2 separate regions of the Danio rerio genome follow, and region 2 is linked to region 1. The links are chromatin contacts, called in public HiCAR-type maps. All regions are on one chromosome and are shown on one strand. Each heading gives the region's core, a stretch centred on a gene start, on an enhancer-like site or on the middle of the called end of the contact. The rest is flanking DNA. Distances are from core to core; before and after follow the strand shown.

Evidence for each region. HiCAR-type assays count read pairs that join an accessible place to other places.
Region 2: a HiCAR-type map of caudal fin shows a contact between it and region 1, with 8 times the contacts expected there. The contact joins two enhancer-like sites. A contact is called at or near these places in 4 of 18 Hi-C or Micro-C datasets (caudal fin, embryo, fibroblasts and 1 more) and 1 of 4 datasets of contacts at active chromatin or transcription factors (caudal fin).

Annotation. Positions count from the first base shown.
Region 1 is chr2:26,436,015-26,440,911 of GRCz12tu, reverse strand. No RefSeq gene overlaps it. Among named protein-coding and RNA genes, the nearest start is that of mfsd12a, 28 kb to the right of the region's middle. Within about 2 kb of position 1,646, at least 8 of the 62 cell types and tissues checked have an H3K27ac peak or open chromatin away from gene starts, as enhancers often do.
Region 2 is chr2:26,623,758-26,628,615 of GRCz12tu, reverse strand. niban1b (niban apoptosis regulator 1b) reads left to right here. Exons shown (of 14, transcript XM_684820.9): 13 at 137-248; 14 at 1,902-3,245. The coding sequence ends at 2,710. Among named protein-coding and RNA genes, the nearest start is that of niban1b, 53 kb to the left of the region's middle. Within about 2 kb of position 2,520, at least 4 of the 62 cell types and tissues checked have an H3K27ac peak or open chromatin away from gene starts, as enhancers often do.

The sequences.
Region 1 (4,897 bases), core at 397-2,896:
TTAAAAGTACTCAAGAGTAGTGAGTAATGATTATTACTCTGTGAACGGCTGATGCGTGTGTGTAAACGTAATATTCTGTAGTGCATTTATACAGAAAACACCTGCTATCTTCATATCAGTGACATTCAGTCAAAACAGTCATTGCGTGTAAAGATTCTGGACATATTGTTGGACACTCTTATTGCTTCCAAACAGTTTGCTGCATGTCTTAAGGTAGTTCAGTATGATGCGATTTGATTGGACAGATATCGCATGATGTATTTTCCTAATCCCCATACACAGGAAATAATAAAGTAGTGACTGTAGGACAGATTGAAGGAAAGTAGTGGATTAAAAGTACGATACTGCACTAAACATGTACTCAAGGGAAAGTATAAGCACACATTTCTAAAACTACTTAGCAAATTACAGATCCTGAGAAAAACTACTCAATTACAGTCGCTTGAGTATTTGTAGTTTGTTACTTTACACCACTGAAACATTTGTTAGTGCTCGTTCACACTGGATGCATCTTTGCTTCTAAAAATGCAGGACTCAGTGCTCAGGAATGGTTTAAAAAAAAAAAAAAAGCAGAGCATAAAGCACAAGTGTATCCAGTAAACAGAAACTTGCAATAGTTTTCCGGCCTCTGAGCTCTTTTAAATTGGTCCACTGCTTTGGAACTGATATTGATGAGTAGAGATGCATGTAAAAGTTAAAGATTTAGCAACTTGACAGCATCTAAAACGCACCGCTCACACGCATGGCGTTTCAAAAGACATAATCGTAACTTCACACATGTTCTGCAAGCACATGTTTACATTGAAAAACAATGGAAAAATAGCACATTGGAAAGGAAAGACAGCATAATACTATGATAAAAAGTTAGCTTATCCATGGACATGATTTCTGCAGGAGTCTAGAAGAATAAAACAAAGATGGCAACCTCCATGATTCCACACTCAGTCACAGCTTCATGCCCACACATTGTGCCTTTAATATGAATTTAAAATGTATGTAAAAGCAGGCGTCACAATGGCGCAGTGGGTATCACAAAAGCCTCACAGCAAGAAGGTCGCAGGTTCAAGCTTCGACTGGGTCAGTTGATATTTATGTGTGGAGTTTGCATTTTCTCTCACTTGGGTTTCCTCCAGATGCTCCGGTTTCCCCCACAAGTCCAAAAGACATGCGGTAAAGGTGAATTGGGTAGGCTAAACTGTCCGTAGTGTATGAGCGCGAATAAGAGTGTATGGGTGTTTCCCAGTGATGGGTTGCAGCTGGAAGGGCATCCGCTGCGTAAAACATATGCTGGATAAGTTAGTGGTTTATTCTGCTGTGGCGACCCCTGATGAAGAAAGAGACCAAGCCAAAAAGAAAATGAATGAATGATTTATGTAAAAGCAATTTCGCATTCGAAATCTGTGCTAAAACCTTTCCTACAGATTCTACAGTAGTGTCGAAGCAATCCAGTGAAGTAGGTTTGCGTGTCAGAGCATAATATGGCCCTATACTTTAAAGAGACAATTATTATTGTGTAAGTGCTCTGTAGAGATCGCTATAAGCTTTACCAACTCCATAATCGAGATGATTTACGGCTGTGCGGAGTGCATGTTTCTTGTCCACAGGCAGGTCATTTGAACAGCAGCTGTCTAAACACAACACACGTGGTGTGGGTGTGAGCGATCCAGTGGCAGCATGTTCTCTCTTCCTCCCTCTACATCCCTTCATCTCGCCCTTTTTCTGCAGAAAGACAGCGAATAAAACTCATCAGTTCCTACCACACTAAATCACATCAACGGAGACGCCGATGTGACAGACCAAACTTAAGCCTCTCTTCCTGAAACTCTGAGTACGCAATACTTATTTCATGTCTAGTAATGCATTTGTCTAGCTATTCATGGACAAACTCCAGTTCATTTCCCGACTTTTTTTGTTTGTAGCATATTTTAGCACTGAATGTTGAATTCTGGCTTCAGTTTTCTAACATATGGCACCAACATGGTCCGAAGAGATTCTCCACAATCGGCCATTGGAAATATGACTATGTTAGTCATTGATAATCAGGCCTTGGGGTCTGAATCATGTTAAAGGAGAAGAATGAATACATGTCGTTCTTGGAAAGCACGCTTAAGTTCATGTTGTTCCCAGGCCCTGCTGGTTAGAGGTCCAGTATGCAGAGATATCTGGAGGAGAGAACTGCCTCCCCCCATAATAACTGATGGGTCATTGACAGCTTGTTTTCTACTGGGTCTGTCACTGCCAATCACTCTCTCATGATGGAGTGGAAAAGCTGAATAAAGGGCCAATGACTGAAGGTGTATCTGTTAGTTGTTTTATTCTATTTAATCTACTCCACTGTTGAATTTATGTGGAACTGTTTTGTAGGACAGCTATGAAATTTGGCACACAGACTTGAATTTGAACCCAAATTCATACAAACATGTCTTGACCTGCCAAGATCACATAACTAATGATACACTACAGCATATAACATAACATTTACTAGTTTTAAAAAAGGCAGAAAATCAGGCGCTGCTTATGAAATTCCAACGTTTGTAAGACAAATTTTTGAACCGATAACCTTTCGTGAATGTAGAACAACATTCATGTGCAAAACCTGAGTCTTGACCTTGTCACTGGCCTTTAACCCTAAACCCAATTTATTCATAAAATCAGGAAAAGGATTTGTGAATGAGAATGTGGCACACGTTCCTATAACTCTTTGATTTATAACTGTTAAAAACTAGGGCTGCACAATATATTGTTTTAGCATTAATATTACAATTAGCGCATCCGCAATATTCAAGATATGAGTTGAGTCTAGAATATAGCTGACCAGGAGCCACAGAATTTTATTTAATTACTGTTTTTATATGGAATTTATATAATTTATGGAAAAAAAAAAATCTTTCTCAGAATTTTTGTCTTGTTTGTAGTCCAGATATCTACATTTCAAAGCGAAGACAAGATTATTTTACTAACCCCGCTGTCAGATAATTTTGCTTACTTAAAAAAAAAAATTCCTAAATTTGACTTATTTCTTCTCAAGTTAAAAAACTATTTATTTTACTTGATCTGAGAATGTTTAGATATTTGGACTAAAAACAAGACTATTCAAAGGAAGAAAAGCATTTTTGCATTGTGATTTTTTTTATTTCTGTACCTGAATACTGTTAGGCTCCCTTAACAAACCAAATTAGTCAAATATCAAATAGTGCTATTCAAACTATCTTGTGAATCTGTATTCATATCGTAATATTTATTGCAGAAAAATAAAATATCGTAATGTCAAAATTTTCAAGATCGTGCAGCTCTAGTTAAAACTCTAACTTATGATTGTTATACGCCTAAACTCAATTGGTAAATGCATCCCTGAAATCTAATTGGTTGATTGGAATGTTGTTCCAGGAGATGTTGATCCAACATGTTCCACTTGGTTAAATCATGTTAACTGTGTAGATCTATGAAATTTGATGTGACTTAGACATCACTGTATGAAGCAGTCTAGGGCTATTTTTGGCCAATGGCACAGAGTGCTAAAAAAATTTATGACGAAATATAAAAAAAACTTGCATTTCTGTCTGATAAAACAGACTTATAGAGAGGATTTGTTATGCGAAGACTTCAAAAACTTCTTTAGATATTAAATGTCTGTCTACTTCCTGGGTCTAAAACTATTCAGAGGTAAATATAACTTCAACAGTTTTATCTCTCGTCTCTTTTAAAAGGTAAAACAATTTTGTTTGTAAACTTGGCTCTTCAAAGAAATTAAATCAGAGCATGATGGCAAAAATTAGTAAAGAATTTTTGAAATTATTTGTGTCGTGAATGAAAGTGAAAATTAGGGGGCCCCTAATAGTAACTCTGGGGGTCAGCCCAAATTGACCACACAACACCAATTTGTGTGCAGCGCCACCAACTGGTTAAAAGTGATTGGCCATTTCAAAGAATTCCTAGTGATAGTATTTATGGTTTTAAACATTCATTCATTTTCTTTTCAGCTTAGTCCCTTTATTAATCTGGGGTCGACACAGCTGAATGAACCACCAACTTTTCCAGCACATGTACTGTATTACACAGCGAGTGCCCTTCCAGCTGCAACCTATCACATCTGACACATACACACTCATTCACACACATACATACAGAGAATTTAGCTTACCCAATTCACCTATACCATGTGTTTTTGACTTGTGGGGGAAACCGGAGCACCCGGAGGAAACCCATGCGAACACATGGAGAACATGCAAACTCTACACAGAAACCCCAACTGACCCAGCCGAGGCTCGAACCAGCGACCTTCTTTCTGTGAGGTGAACGTGCTACCCACTGAGCCACTTTGTTGCCCCCGTATCAAAATATTACATCATGTAATGAATTAATTAATTTATTTTCCTTAGTCCCTTTATTCAGGGGTCACCACAGCAGAATGAACAGCCAACTTATCCAGAATATGTTTTACACAGCGGATGCCCCTACATCAGGGGTGTCCAAACTCAGTCCTGGAGGGCTGGTGTCTTGCTGAGTTTAGCTCCAACTAGCTTCAACACACCTACCAGGACGTTTCAATATATATTGTGTAAGAGCTTGATTAGCTGGTTCAGATGTGTTTGGTTAGGGTTGGAGTTAAACTCTCCAGGACACCGACCCTCTAGGACTGAGTTTGGGCATCCCTGCCTTACATCATAAAATCATATATACTATTTAATTTCAAATAAGTCGATTTCCACTTCAATTTACTTCAAATCTACTTTATATTCATATATCATCTCTCAAAATCCACCACATAGTTAAACTGTCTAACAAGCTTCAAAAAGATGAAAAGACTTTGAACTTCCAAAGAGCCTTTTGAAAACGAACACTGAAAGTGTTCTTCGTGAAACTAGTACTTCAGCCACACTGATTGTCTTTGGATGTA
Region 2 (4,858 bases), core at 1,271-3,770, 190 kb before region 1:
TGTTCCTGTGAACTCATTTAGTAATTAATTTAGAATTAATCAGCCTTAACACAATGTTCGATTAACAGCTCAAATAAAGGGTTGCTACAGATTATTAGTAATACGTTTGTCTAAATAGTATTTTTCTCTCTGACAGGAGCTGCAGAATTTCGAACAGTTTGTCTTTGCTGATTACACAAACTTTGTTCAAGTGGAGAACATCTATGAGAACATACTGCTCAACCTCTTAAACAATGAAGTTAACAAAGGTAAAGTATTGAAGCCATTTGCAGGGTTCATATGGGTGCTGGCATTCAGTAAAAGTGCTAGAATTGTAATCTAGTGTTTTCAAGACTCGGAAAATGCATTGATTTAGGATAAAGTGCTTGAAACAGCTTAAAAGTGTAATTGTGTTGCTTTCATAATTGACATGAATAAATAGTTAATGAATTATTTAAATTAAAGGGAAAAACTTTTTGCTTTTGCATAAAATGAAAACTCTGAAGTCTACACATTGAGATTACCACTTCATCAGTGAAAAATGCATGAAATTAAATAAAATATAAATTCAATTGAAACGAAGACGACACATTTAAGATGTGAGTAAATTATATTAAATGATTGTAATATAATAGAGGGTAAATGATTGTAATTCATTTATTTTCTTTTCGGCTTAGTCCCTTTATTAATCAGGGGTCACCACAGTGGAATGAACCGCCAACTTATCCAGCATATGTTTTACGAAGTGGATGCCCTTCCAGCTGCAACCCATCTCTGGGAAACATCCATACCCTTATTCACACACATACACTACAGACAATTTAGCCTACCCAATTCACCTGTACCGCATGTCTTTGGACTGTGGGGAAAACCGGAGCACCCGGAGAAAACCCACACAAACGCAGGGAGAACATGCAAATTCCACACAGAAACACCAACAGACCCAGTCGAGGCTCTAACCAGTGACCTTCTTGCTGTGAGGCGACAGCACTACCTACTGCGCCACCTGATTGTAATTCAATGTTGGGGAAATATCCCATCAACATTTTCGCTCAGAACACTTATACTACTATAATACTGTACCAGATATAATCTGATATGTGATAAAGTGTCGATAGCAGGGAAAATAAGTATTGAACATGCCACCAGTTTTCTCAGAAAACATATTTCTAAAGGTGCTGTTGATATGAAATTTTCACTAGCTGTTAGTAACAACCAAAATAATACCTACGTACACAGAAAACAAAACTAATTAATTTACAAATTAAGTTATGCATAATAAATTTTAATAAAGTTAAAAAGTATTGAACACATGAAGAAAGTGGGTTGTAAAAAGTCATGGAAAGCCCAGACAGCAGCTGGATACTCTCTGTAGTTATACAGCAGCCCTGCTCCTCGCCAGTGTAAATAAACATTAGCTGCCTCAGTCAAAACACCTACATTACCATATGATGAAGATAAAACCAGTGTCGACATTTCAGCAAGACAATGATCTCGATTACAGCAATGAAAACTCAACTGCTTTCAGAAAAGAAAACAAAGCTACAAGAATGGCCCAGCCAATCACATGATCTGAATCCAATATAATATAAGAACTAAAGATGAGATTTTATAGAAGAGACCCACAGAAACGTCAAGAATTTTAGACTTGGAGGAAAAAAAACAGCTGTGCAGTTAACAAAAAAACCCTAAAATATTTCAATAGATCAGTCATTTCTCCTCATCATGTCACTCCATTGCTATTACACATTTTTCAGATTTTTTTTTTATTGTTTAAGTTTTAAAAAAGTCTGGGTCAATTTTTATGTCAACAGCTACTTTAGAAAAATATTTACCTCGACAAATCATGCCAATACTTATTTTACCTGCCGTATTTATGTAAATATGTAACATCTATCAATATGTCTACTTTGTGTTTACAGTGGTAAAGGAAGCAGCCAGTCTGAAGAAGAACAACCTGTTTGCTGACAGCACTGACCTGCAGTGTGTAAGTCAAAGCAGTCTGGCGGACAGCCGGACGCCGCCGCTCTCTGCTCCATCAAGCCCACCACCAGTGCAGGCCTCGGTGACCCCCTCTCGACAGCCAGAGCTTATGATCCACCAAATCTCCCAGCAGACCACAGTCATTCCAGTGCTGAAGATCACACCTGAAACACCTCAAGCAGATCTCCCGCCAACATTACTCAACAGTTCATCATCTCTCATTCCAGAAGTTTCCTCAAGCGAACCTGCAAATGTCTCACCAGCTGAGGAGTCGTCATCTTCTCAACCCGAGTCGACTTCATCTAAAGTAAAGGATGAAGATGGATCTGTTAGCTCAGACCGAGCGGTTTATCTTAATTCTACAAACACAGAAAGTCCTGTTCCTTTCGTTGATGCATCTGAAAATGGAAATGTAGAGGAAGAGGCAAGTTCTTCACAGTCTGAAACCAAATGTGTCCAACCTGATGGACCCGTTGAAGAAACTGTGGAGAAGATTGTGAGTGTTGAAGCAGCGCCTTCTAGCGAGGAGGACGGAAATGACACACAAGTCAGTCCTGTTTCTCCCCTTGACTGTGATGTTCCAGTAGGCGGCGCTGTTGCTTTAGCAGCAGATGTGGTGGAGAAGTGCAGCGTTTCAGCAGATCCAGAAGAGGAAAGCGCTGACGGTGTGCAGAGCATCAGAGATCTTATCATGGAGGTCATCGAGGTGGAGGAGACGGTGAGACCCTGTGCCGAAAACCTGCCTTAACCATGCTTGGATGAGAAGATTCTAGAAAACCATCCAGCTCTGCTAACTAATGCAACTACAGTGTTATTTTTTACATTTCATTATCATTGACATTTTATATACTTTGACCTGCATAGCAAACAAGTGCCTGTGTAAACAGAATTCACTCTCTTTTTTAATATTATCTTGCATCATATTAACAACAATTAACAATAATAGAAATAAATTAAAGCTATATATATATATGGGTCAAAGATGGGACATTTCAATCCGGTGTCTCCATCAAATTAAATCGACAAATGTACATAGAAAGAATGTTAAATTCATGTATTTAATGCTTTAAAAAAAGACTGAAATAATCAACATTCATCGTAACGGATACATGAATGGAAAAATTAGTCAACACTTATTCTGACCTGTACTTTTAAAAATGTATAAAAGATAATACTAAATTGTATTATAATTAAAATGACTACGACTGACAAGGGGTAAATCATAGTAGTTTGATAGATAATGCAATGTTTGAATGAATAAAATAAAAAAAAGTACTTTAGTGTTATACTTTGATCATTAATTTGTTAATGTTAATCTCAATATACAGTGAATGATATTTTAGTCAATGTCCTTGTAAATCTTGGCAAAATTATAAATTTTTCGCTCGCAAACACTTTTTTCTTTTGTTTGGCTCCAATAAAAAAAAAGGAAGGAAGGAAAATATATATATATATATATATTTTTTTTTTTTTTTTTGAATGAAATGTTAATGGTCTTATCCAATTCAATGATTTATGCTAAGCTAAAAGTCTTGACTTCCATAGTATGGGGGGAAAATACTAAGGACAACACACACACACACACACACACACACACACACACACACACACACACACACACACACACACACACACACACACACACACACACACACACACACACACACACACACACACACACACACACACACACACACACACACACACACACACACACACACACACACAAAAACACACACACGCAAAAAAGTTTGGGGTCAGGAGGATTTTTAAATGTTTTAAAATAAGCTTCTGCTCACCAAAGCTGCATTTATTTAATCAAAAATACAGTATAAATGGTAAAATTGTAAAATGTTATTGCACTATTAAATAACTCTTTAAAAGTAGTTTATCATTTAATTTAATAATTTATTCCAGTGATTTTAAAGAGGAATTTTCAGCTTCATTACTCCAGTCTTCAGTCACATGATCCTTCAGAAATCACTCTAACAATTATGTTTTTTTTAAATTATAATAATAATAATAATTATTATTATTAATGGTAATAGTAATGAAAACAATAATGACTGGAGTAATAATGTCATTTGAAATTACATACAATAAGAAAGTAGTTATTCAAAATTGTAATAAATATTTAACAATTAAAAAAATATGTTCAATAAACGTCACCTTGTTGAACAGAATCCTTTTAATTTCATTTCCCTAAACTTTTCATCTGTAGCGTGTGTATACACACACACACACACACACACACACACACACACACACACACACACACACACACACACACACACACACACACACACGTATATACATATGTACATACACACACACACACACATTTTTTTTTGAGCTGCTAAGGTCACTTTATACTAAGGGTATTTTTTTTGATTGGCTAATGACTTGCCTAATTAATCGAACTTGCCTAATAAATCTAGTTAAGTCTTTAAATGGCACCTTAGACTGAATACAAGTATCTTCCAAAAATAAGTAGTAAAATATTATGTTCTGTTATTATGGCTAAGACAAACTTTTATAAATTACTAAAACAATTTTTTTAAGTTTAAAAATGCAGGAAAAATGATTAAACTTGATTAAACAGCACTTGGGAATTTAAGTTTCACTGGAGGGCTAATAACATTGTACAGAATTTTTAGCCCCCTGAATTATTAGCTCCCCCTGTTTATTTTTTCCCCAATGCCTGTTTCTCTCAATGTCTGAAAGATTTTTTCAACTTAATAACTCATTTATTTTATCTTTGCCATGATGACAGTAAATCATTTTTGACTAGATATTTTTAAGACACTTCCATACAGCTTAAAGTGACATTTAAAGGCTTAACTAGGGAAATTAGGCAAGTGATTGTATAATGATGGTATGTTCTGTAGACTATCTG